Linked DNA regions of Mus musculus: regions 1 and 3 are each linked to region 2. A link is a contact called in public promoter capture Hi-C data. All regions are on one chromosome and are shown on one strand. Each heading gives the region's core, a stretch centred on a gene start, on an enhancer-like site or on the middle of the called end of the contact. The rest is flanking DNA. Distances are from core to core; before and after follow the strand shown. Region 1 holds the start of Tmem42 (transmembrane protein 42). Region 2 holds the start of Slc25a38 (solute carrier family 25, member 38). Region 3 holds the start of Snrk (SNF related kinase).

What was found. Promoter capture Hi-C pulls out the DNA fragments that hold promoters and counts their contacts.
Region 1: a promoter capture Hi-C map of liver shows a contact between it and region 2, with 2.6 times the contacts expected there. The contact joins the promoter of Tmem42 here to the promoter of Slc25a38 in region 2. A contact is called at or near these places in 3 of 39 promoter capture datasets (liver and pre-B cells) and 1 of 115 datasets of contacts at active chromatin or transcription factors (the NIH/3T3 cell line).
Region 3: a promoter capture Hi-C map of pre-B cells shows a contact between it and region 2, with 6 times the contacts expected there. The contact joins the promoter of Snrk here to the promoter of Slc25a38 in region 2. A contact is called at or near these places in 2 of 39 promoter capture datasets (erythroid cells and pre-B cells) and 1 of 9 other capture datasets (liver).

The regions. Positions count from the first base shown.
Region 1 is chr9:123,019,034-123,022,778 of GRCm38.p6, reverse strand. It overlaps Tmem42 (transmembrane protein 42), which reads right to left and starts at 1,453. Exons shown (of 3, transcript NM_025339.4): 1 at 1,209-1,453; 2 at 467-613. The coding sequence starts at 1,400.
Region 2 is chr9:120,108,146-120,111,769 of GRCm38.p6, reverse strand. Slc25a38 (solute carrier family 25, member 38) reads right to left here and starts at 1,388. Exons shown (of 7, transcript NM_144793.2): 1 at 1,198-1,388. The coding sequence starts at 1,326.
Region 3 is chr9:122,115,462-122,119,267 of GRCm38.p6, reverse strand. It overlaps Snrk (SNF related kinase), which reads right to left and starts at 2,002. Exons shown (of 8, transcript NM_001357775.1): 1 at 1,861-2,002.

The DNA.
Region 1 (3,745 bases), core at 204-2,703, 2.9 Mb before region 2:
CTGATTTCTTCCTGAGGGGCTAGAGGCCAAAGTCTGGTGCTTTGCATCCAGCAACCACCTTCATGATCAATCCACGTATTTCTGTCTCCTCTGTGGACGTAAGAGGTTACCACCCCAGCTGAGCACTGAGGCTCAGCAGGCTAGCAGGTAGGGCCAGTACGGACATAGCTAGTACCCAGTAATCATAAACCCAAGTTAAGCTGTCTTCCAATTCAAGACTGGGTTCCCTTGACCAGACCCCCTAGACCCCATAGCTAATGTTAGAGTTCTTGATTGAGATAGCTGGTGTTATCCCAGAGTGACATAGGTTTCACTCCTAAGTTTTCCATGTTTAACTGTTCCTTGCCTGGAGACAGCCCAACTTTTGTTTTACTCCCTGTCCTTTCTAGAGCCTGGAAAATCAGGGGTTTCCCAAGGACAACTAACTCACCAAGAACCCTAAGAACAAGGTCACCAGGCTACTCACCGAGCAAAGTATGTTCGAGAAAGTCACTGTGACAGATGCAATGGCTGAAGACATAGAGAAACTGAGGCCCCGGCTAAAGAAGGTCCACATCAGAGAATTGGCGCTTGCCATGGCAACGATGCCTAAGACACATAAGCCAATATTGACCTGCAGGAGAAAGTGTCACTGAGCTACAACCACCATGGGCATAACCTTGAAAGACTGGGAGATGTTTACACGTCTCATACAAAGCATATGCGGACCCTGACTGATAGGCAGAGGAATTTGCCTGCAGACAGGGGGCAGGGTTATCTTCCACGAAGACCTCAAATTTCTTGTAGCTGAGTAGCCTTCTGGAAAGATATGACTTTACAAAAGGACTGTAAGTCGCCAGAAATCTATATCAAGCAGTCCCCTGTTCAGGTCAGGATCGAATTCTCTGATGCAGAAGCTCCGCAGGCGCTCAGTCCGAACTCTTGCCAAGGACAGGAAGAGATGGGCAACCGGTTATCTCACCTTAGGTGTCACGTGCTAAAAAAGCTATGGCAAGGGGACTTAAACTGAGAGGTGGGCTTCGAGGTCCTCCCCCAGGAGGCAGTGCCTAAAACCAGGTGGTCCAACATGGGCGCAGGCGGGAACCCAGGTTAAGCCGCCCTCCTCCCCGCCCCGCCCCGCCCTCCCCCGCCCCGCCCTCCCCCCGCCCCGCCCTCCCCCCGCCCCGCCCTCCCCCCGCCCCGCCCCCGCGTGGCGCCCCGGGCTGCACCTGGCTCCCGAAGGCCAGCTTGGCGGCGGCGGCGGCCAGAGCCCCGAACGCCCCGGCGCACAGACAGTTGAACACGCCCCAGAAGCGGCGCCGCATCGCGCCTTTCTGTAGGCGAGCGGGTAACTCCACGGGTGAGTCAGGGTAAGCGGCCGCAGACACGGCGGCACCCGAGGACTGCGGACCGGCCGCCATGAGGCCCGCTGCGCCCGCCACGGCCGACTGCCACGCACGCCGCCACCCGCCGTGAGCCCGGCTAGGGCGGAGCCAGGCGAGTGAGGCGAATCTGCTGCAGTGGAGTCCGGAGCCGAGCCGAGCCGAGCCTACAAATGAAAGGAATCTGGAGCCCATACCCTGCAGCGTGTGCAAACCCGCGACTAAGGAGAGCCTGCGGCTCCGGCGAACCTGGGGGATGGGAATCCGGTAGCGAGGACCGTGCGCCACTGAAGGAAGCGTGCTACCGAGAGGTACCTACTGTGAGAGAGGAATCTGCTGACGTGAACTTGGGGAGGAGGGGAGTTTATCTCCGAGGAGAACCTGCGGCGGAAGTAACCTTGTTTCTGAAAGAGCCCTGCAGTCAAGGGGAACCTGCTTCTGAGAAGACGGGGAGGTCTGCCACTTTACATGGATGCGCACCTAACATGCTAATCCTGAAGCCAAGCTGCACCTTCAAAGCACCTCTGCTCCCTCGTGGACGCAGGAGATGATGGATCTGGAGACCGGCCGCTTGAGACAGAACGTTGTTTGGGAAAACGTTTGTTCTGCCTGGACCATCAGAAGCACAGTCACTTCTAAGTTCGTGTAAAGTAATTGAGAACGACAAAAAAATTGAAAAAACAACCAAAAAAAAAAAAAACCCAAACAAACCGTAAAATGTCATCTACTGTCGGTAATTCCAGATGCTTAGGATGCTGAGGCAGTTAATGGTCATCCTGAGCAACTTAGGGAGACATTGTCTCACTTGAGAGGGCTGGCAGCCAGGCATGGTGGCACACACCCGTAATCCTAGCACTTCTGAAGCTGAGGTAGAATTACTGAGTTTGAGGCCAGCCTGACCAACAGAGAGGTACTAAGCAAGCCAAGGACTTTTTGAGACTCTCAAAAAGTTTTTGTTTTTGTAATAAAGGAGAGTTGGGGTTATAGCTCAGTGCTTCCATAATACATGAAAAATCCTGAATTCAGTCAATGGCAGTGTGTATGGATATATGTTAGGGATACATTTCCTTAAAGGAGAGCTGTAGAAGTGTATAACGTGAGCTAAGTGTGGTGGTTGGTACACATGAGGAAGCAGAGGCAAGTGGATCTCTGTGAGTCCGAGAACAGCCTGCTCTAAATAGCTCTACATAGCCAGGGCTACACAGCAAAACTTGTTTTGTTGATATATAAAATACAAATAATATTTAATGTATGGGGCTTGGAAGAAACACTTTATTCCCTGTTAAAGAGCTTTTTCATGGACATTCTTACATGCTACCTTGCTTCTCATGCGGGTGGTTTTGTGGATGAAATAAAAGGATGGATTACTGGGGTTTGGAGAGATTGCTTAGCAGTTAGGCAGCTTGCAACCTTCCCACAAGTGCCTCCCAACCTCATACCTCCAGGGGTTCCACTATTTTCTGGCCTCCAAAGGCACCTATCCTCATGTACATATATATACACCTGAACACAGATACACATTAATACATAAAATTAAATTTTAAATAAAAAGAATAGATTATCCCAATTAGTCCTATGTGGTATAAACCACTCCAATTTGCAGATAAGGAAGTTGAGACTCAAGGGTACTCACTGTACTATTCCACTTAATAATGGAGATAGTGTGTGGCAACAACTGATAGGAGAAGCTAAAACAAATCTAAGCTGCATCTGTCAAAGACTTTATCCCACGGATTATAAAGGTAATTAACAGAAATGACCTTCATGTTCTGGCAGAGTAAGGTAAGTAAGTAAGACAACTAATTCACACATCTTATGCATGCTCTGTAGAGAAAAAGTGGGCAACAGTGTATTGTCTAGCTATATGACTTCCAAAATTAGTGATTTAAACCAAGGAAAGTTAGGGGGTTGATTTAGGGTATTATTTGTGTATCCATGTCAGAACCTGATTGGCCTGGGTGTGACGGTGTGTAACTAAAATCCTAGGACTTTGGAGGCAGAGGCAGGGGGATCAGGAACTTAAGGGAGTTTAAAAGCAAACCTGGATTACATGAGACCCTGCTTCTCCTATAGCTTTGGTTACTATGGCCCTTGTACTGGCTGGTTTTGTGTCAACTTGACACAGCTGGAGTTATCACAGAGAAAGGAACTTCAGTTGAGGAAATGCCTCCATGAGATCCAACTGTAAGGCATTTTCTCAATTAGTGATCAAGGGGGAAAGGCCCCTTGTGGGTGGTGCCATCCCTGGGCTGGTAGTCTTGGGTTCTATAAGAAAGCAGGCTGAACAAGCCAGGGGAAGCAAGCCAGTAAAGAACATCCGTCCATGGCTTCTGCATCAGCTCCTGCTTGAGTTCCAGTCCTGACTTCCTTTGGTGATGAACAGC
Region 2 (3,624 bases), core at 139-2,638:
CAGTCGGTGCTCTTATAGCCCTGGCTGTCCCAGAACTCACTTTGTAGAACAGGCTGGCCACCTCCCTCTGCCTCCCAAGTGCTGGGATTAAAGATGTGTGCCACCACCACCCAGCGAGCTTAGTTTTCTTATAGTGATGGAGACGAAGGTGCTTTCCTGAAAGGCCACACCTCCAACTTCAAGTTTCGATTTATTTTAGTAGCATACCTTATTATACACGACTTAAAGAAAGCTGAATATTCCAATTTTTTAAGTGTGAGAATAGATCAAAACAACCAGTAAGGGCTAGAGACTAGTCCAAAGTGTATTCTTCCAGAGGGACCATAAGGTTCCCAGCACCCATACAGAAAGGGGTGCTCACAGCTCCAGCTCCAGGAGATACCAACGTTCTCTTTTGGCCTTCTTCGGCATCTGCACTCTTGTGCACCTACCCCCAACACACATAGATAAAAATAAACACTAAAAGCACAATGAGCAAATCGTACTACGCAAAACACGATGGGAGTAAGCAGCATTTCAACAGCCAAATAGTACCACAATTTCTACCACCCCACAGCAAAAAGAAAAACAACAAAATGTCTACGTCCAACACACATCAAAAAGGGAAAGATGGCGGGCCAGAGAGAAAAAAAGTATGCAGTTTTGAAAGACATGGTCCTGGGAGCCACAGCGGTTATCTTTTAAAGACTTCCAAAAAGCTCCAGACATAGGGGAGCACACTCCTTTAGCACTTCGGAGCCAGCCTGGTTTAAATAGCGAGTTTCAGCCCTATCTGAAACACAGTGAGGCCCCGACTCAAAAAAACAAGAATTTTTAAAAGATATTCATCCCCCAAAGCCATGCATCCTCGCCCCACTGAGGCACATCCCAGCCCGGGCCCGCCCTGCACAGCCCCACCTCCGTTTATGGTTGGCAGCAAGAGACTCCGCCCCGCCCCGCCCCCGTCTCCACCAATGGCAGCCCGGCAGCGCAGCCAACCCGACGGAAGGGCGTGGCCTTGGTGAACCCCGAAAGCTAAGGCAGAAGCCTGCAGGGAAGCCGGTCAGGGAAGGTGTCCTGCGGCGGGCGGCTCGAGGTGCCCCGAGGCGCTCTCATCAGTTGCCGTTAGAATATTCTAGAACTAGAATGTTCTCGAAGCACTGTCCCCTGCCCCACAATGCCGCTCCCGTCCCGGTCCCCCTGCTCCCACGAACTCACCATGAGCGTCTCCACCGTGTCCTCTACATCCTGCGACTGCAGCAGCGCCGAGCGTGCCTTCTCGATCACTGGGGACGCGAGCCCGGCCCCGGCGACTGAGAGGCTCCGGGGCTCCGCGCTCACGCCCATCCCTCCCCGCCTGCCCGCCCGGCCTCAGGTCTCATTACCCGAGACAAGCGGCTCGATGTTTCCGGGGGAGGGGAAAGCAGAAGGAAAAAGGTGAGATCCCGCTTCCGGTGACATAGCGTATCCGGCGACGAGATCTCATCGCCACCTGGTGGCTGCACTTAAAACTGCAGGGTCCGTGATTCTCAGTTGCAGAGCCTTCTGCTCGGCGCTTTTTTTTTTTTAAATATTTTTCTTATTAAATATATTTATTTATTTATTTATTCTTAAAGCGCTTTTTGAAATGGGTGACTGGCTGAGTTTTAATTGTATTTAATTTATTTAAGAGCTGAAGGACCGCCGGGCAGTAGAGGCACACGCCTTTAATCCCAGCACTTGGGAGGCAGAGGCGGGCAGATTTCTGAGTTCAAGGCCAGCCTGGTCTACAGAGTTCCACGACAGCCAGGGCTATACAAAGAAACCCTGTCTCAAAAAGAAAAAGAAAAAGGAAAGGAAAGAAAAGAAAAGAAAAAGAACTGAAGCAGGATGAATGCCTTCTCTTTAGACACAAATTTTTAAAAATACAATTCACATTTCTTCTTTTTTGTTTTCTTTATTTTTATTTTTTCAAGACAGGGTTTCTCTGTATAGCCCTGGCTACCTGGAACTCACTAGCTACCCCTGTGTCTCTCTGTGTGGAGACCAGGCTGACCTTGAACTCGTAGAGCTCCACCTGCCTCTTTAATCCCAAGTGCTGGGATTAAAGGCGTGTATACCATGCCTGACTTATTTTTAGTTGTATGTGTGGGTATGTACGTGTGAATGTAGCTTCTTGCAGAGGCCAGAAGCTCACAGGCAGTCCTGAGCTGCCCTGTCTGGGTGCTGGAAACCAACCTCAGGTCCTCTACAAGTGCTCTAACCCAGGCTCTCAAGCCTTGTCTTTATGCTTTTTATATGTTTATTTTGTTCTGTTGTTTAGTTTTTCAAGACAAGGTTTTTCTTTTTTCTTGAGACAGGGTTTCTTTATATAGCCCTGGCTGTCCTGGAACTCACTCTGTAGACCAGGCTGGCCTTGAACTCAGAAATCCACCTACCTCTGCCTCCCAAATGCTAGGATTAAAGGTGTTTGTAGACGCCCGACTCGACAGCAAGAAGGACGCCACAACAGGATTCTTCTGCACACGTTTATTGGGAGAGCTTGATAGTGAAAGCAAAAGCGAAAGACCCCGAGCCCAAAAAACCAGTGCTGCTTATATAGGCCTAGGACAGGCATGTCTACACCCAATTGGTTATGCTTTCAGTACCTCATTTACATGCCTCGGGGCCAGGTCGTGACTCAGCAAAAAAACTCTACTGAACATGCACACATTGGTTGTTTACCCATATTCATGGGCGTCAGCTTATTGAAACCAGCGCCATCTTGTAATGGTGTTTATTGGCTTCCCACATCTCCCCCTTTTTTATTTAATAGAAAAAGGCCTAATCCGATGATCTAGTCTTGCACTTCCTCAGCACAAAACGATCAAGAAGGATTTAGAAGGGCAAATCATGATCACCCTACCTCGTGCAATGAGGAAACCTCAGCAGTGTGCAAGGGCTGATCAATGATCGTTGAGTCTCTCTCATCCCAGTGCAATGGATCCATAAATCCGTGGGGTGCAAGAGCAGAGGACTCAGAAGCCGACTAATTCTTGAGCATAGATAACCAAACTTCAGGGGAGGTGCCATTTTCAATGGCTAAAAGTGCTTGAGTTATAATCAATCACCTTGTCACATTTTTGTTGGGTTCTGAATTTGCAAGCCAACCAAAGCATGAATACCAGTCCACAGCATATGGCAGTGACCCGTCCAGCAGGTCCAGTTATTCGAGGGTCTCGAGGGGACCTCCTCCTAAGAACCAAATGGGGGGTAGAGAGAGACGAGGGTCTTGTACGAGTAACGACACGGAAACTGTTCTGAAGTTGTATCAAGACCCCAAAATGTATTAGCCAGGCCCAAGGTTTAAATACACAAGCAAAAGGGGAAGTGCCTTTCAGCAGGAGGAATGGGGCAGAGGAAATGCACCTCAGCAGGAGGGATGGGGCAGCAGAAAGAGAGGAAGTACTTCTCAACAGGAGGGATGGGGCAGGGGAAATTTTTCTTTTGGCGACTACAAGGGGAAGCAGGAACTTGGTGGTATCAGGGTACATCTTGAGGTCAGGACATCCAGCGCTGACTTTCTTGGAGCGGTGCGTCCGGTGGCCCGCTTTTGACCCTCTTTTCTTCTCGGGGGGAGAGGCCCAATTCAGAGATCAGGACAATAGCGTTGCCTTAATGGCTCCC
Region 3 (3,806 bases), core at 753-3,252, 2.0 Mb before region 2:
ATTAAGTTACAAGATCACTACATAAAGACCTAATCTGTATGTCTGTCTGCTCTATAGAAGTAAAAATAAAAATCAGTGTAACTTCCCAGTTCTTGGATGTTTTAAACCAGTAGCTCTCAACTGTGAGCTGCGACCTCTTTGCTTTCAAACGACCCTTTCGTGGGGGTCACCTTAGACCATCAGAAAACACAGATATTTACATTGTGATTCATAACAGCACCAAAATTATAGTTATGAAGTAGCAATGAAAATAATTTTATGGTTAGGAGTCACCACAACATGAGGAAATGTACTGGTCCAAGCACTAGGAAGGTTGAGAATCATTGTTTAATCAAATGTGTCATACTGCAATTATTCATTAAAATTTACTCAGAATACTATAAAATTTACTCAGAAGAGCATAAAAGGATAAAAGAAAATTTCTGCATAAAGTAAAATAACTAGCTGTGCAAAAATTTAAAAGTCAAAAAGTGGCACTTAAGAGTTTCTGATCAGAAAGCTTTGAGGACAGGAATATTAAGTCAGTGCTATGCCCTCGATTTTTTTTTAACCCAGCTTCATTATGTGACCTTGGGAATGTCATATAATTTCTTTCATCCCTAGGTCTGTAAAATGGGTCAATTTTACACTGACAGCCAGAAAAATTGCTATGTATTTGATGTTCTCTGAAAGAAACTTGTCTAATTAGTATGTTTAATTAACACACATACAGAATTGTCTTCAAGAACCCAATTCCAAGAGAAATATTTAACCAGACGCTGAAGACAGATTTCTCTGAAGGGAATGGTTTTATAAATCTGGAAAACACTGTAACAAGATTAGAAATTAACAAGTTGATTACATAATCCTTGACAACCTGGGCTTCAGACTGCACCGATACGAACTGTGATAAGTTAGGGATCAATTTGGGACAGTGTCCCAATCCCTACAAAGAATCCAAACTGAGCCTTTTGACCCTGGACAGGAATCTGTTGGAAACTCAGCAGAAAGAGCTGTACACCTGTAGGTCCATCGCTTACTTCACCTTAAACCTGACAAAACACTTCAAGCATCCAGGTGGTTTCACCAAGGCTCCTAAGACTTGGAGAATACGCTCATTTAAACGGAAGGGAAAGTAAGAAACCTGACAGCCCAGAGGCCCTACAGCCTCTGACTTCTACAGTCTTAGGAACCCCGGAGAGAAATTCCCCAATGCATACACGACCCGAACTCACAGCGAAGCTCCTAGGTTGTAGCTGACCCCACTGTTTAAGAACATCACAGCTGGAGGAAGCCTAAGCTTAAAGGGCTGCCACTCTCCTGGCTCCCGAGTCCAAGCAAAAGGCAACAAGGTGTTTGTTTTTATTGCAAATGGTTCGGAAAGAAATCAACAGGCGATGTCTACGGAAAAGAACAGCGTCTCCTAACGCGAAAAAATCCGAGCAGTCCCCGGGGAGCCGCACCGCTGCCCCTTCCGCAGCCGAGCGCCCTTCTCCGTAGACAACCGCGTCCCCGAGCTATCGTGAGGCGGCGGCCGCCCGGCTCTGCAGCGGGACTCGCGGCCCACGGGGAAACTGAGGCCCGTGGATCTCGCGTCGCCCGGGGCCCGCTGCGGGCGCGGCGCGGGGCCGCGTCGACTCCCGCGCTGCCGCAATCCCGCGGCGGCCGCAAGGGCAGGGCCGGGCCGGGCTGCGCGAAGCCCGCAGGCCGGGCGAGCTCGGGGCCGGGGTGGTGCCGCGGGCCGCGTCCTCTGCGCAGGGCACCCCGGGCCGAGCGCGCAACTTACTTTCCGCCTGCGGCGGCGCCAGCCCAGCCCCGCTAAGGCGGCCGCTGAGGAGAAGCGCAGACCCGGCCCACGCTCCCGCGCCGCGCTCGCCCTACCTCAGCCGGCAGGCGGGCATCCGTCCGCAGCGGCCGCGGCGTCGACAACTCCCTCCCGGCCGCCGGAACCCCGCACCCAGGGCTAATCATAATACCGAGCGGGCGGCCGGGGGTGCGGCCGCGCTGCGCAGGCGCGGGCCTTGCGTCATCGTGACGAAAGCGATGGGGTGGGGTCTTGTGTGAGGGCGGGGCCTTGGGTCGGGCGGGGCGGGGTTAACCCGGCGCACCTGCAGGCCAGCTCAGGGTCTACTGGAGGGCGTCCTGGCCCTGGCCTGAGCACATCCTACTCTGGAAAGAATAGAGATTATGCAGAAGGAAGCGCCAGGACGATGGACAGCGGCAGCAGGCATAGCAGCTAGAGCTATAGCTTTCAGGGGATATTGGAAGAGATCTTGGGGCTGAGGGCAAGGAGCACATGCGCTTTATCCATCAATGTTCACCCTATCTCCCATCTAGCTTGAAGCAATGAGAGACAACAAAATTAATATACATATGCACGTGCATATATATATATATATATATATATATATATATATATGTGTGTGTGTGTGTGTGTGTGTGTGTGTGTGTATCATATATACACAAGCATGCATACACATATGCACATATATATATATATACATACACATTTCTTTACTTTTTCTTCTCTCTGGGAATACATTTGAAGAATTCTGTTGCTTTTGTTACCACTAAAGCAGAAAGAAGCAAAGCCCAACACCTGAATGCAGGCTTGCCTCTAGAGTCAAAAGTCACTGGCCAGGCCAGGCAGCCTCTGAGAAACAACGTGGAGAAGTACACAGCAGGCACTAACTTGGCTGTTCATGGTTCTGTTCCAAGATGACTCAGAAAGGGATGTTAGTGGTGGCAGGACAAGAGGGAGGGAACTCCCAGCTCTATCTCCTGGAAGGATAATGAGCCATGGAGACTAGTCCTCTGGGGCTCCTGAAAAGAAGCCAGGTGCCAGGTTTCTCTCCCCTACTTTTCCTTCTGTGTTCCTGCATCCACAGAAGAAGAAAAAACACACACACACAAGCAGAATGAGCTTCTTACATGTCCAAGCCTGACTCAACTGACTGGACAAAAAAATCTAAATGGCTTTTGCCATCTCTGTTGGTCAGAAAATGGCAAGTCTTCTTCCTTCCTCCCTTCATTTATTTATTTGTTTATTTATTTATTTATTTATTTATACTACAACATCCACTTCGCATGCCTGAAGATGGCTGGGAAGCAGAATGACTGGGAAGGTGGTCTCGATCTTCTGCTGAAATGTGTGCTTAGACCTTCAATTATCCTAATGCTTTAGCCCTGGGTGGCAAAGTGCACATAGGAAAACCCCAGCATTGGCCTCTGCTCACGCAGGCCCCACCTGACTTAGGATCATGAAAGGACAGTGTCATTTGACGTGGAAATGTTTTCTTTTTCTTTCTTCATGTCTCTCTTTCTTATTTTTTTACATGTGTGTGTGTGTGTGTGTGTGTGTGTGTGTGTGTATGTTCAACATCCATGTAGAAGTCAACCTGTAGAAGAGAAAGCTCTGTCTCTTTGTCTGACACCACATGGGTCCTAGGGATGGAACTCGAATTAGCAATCGAGGCAGCAGGCACCCCCACCTGCTGAGCCATCTTAGAAGCTCTGCCAGGGAGATTCTAATTTAGACACACATTGAGCAACCGCTCCTAACTAGGTCTTGCACAATCTGCTCTTTTGCTGAAAGACCTTTGCCCTCTGGGAACTGTCACTAGTCAGGGACACTGTGGCCAATGAAGGAATAAAAGCATCACTTATAATGGTCTCCCAAGGGAAGTCCAGTAGCCAAGTTTGTACCCCGAAAGAACATTCATAACATAGGACAGTGGCTACAGCACATGAGCCCTTGAAATGGGGTTTATGTTGCTATTGTGTAACTCAGACTCTGACCAAATCAATACATTGAAGTGAGTCAAATT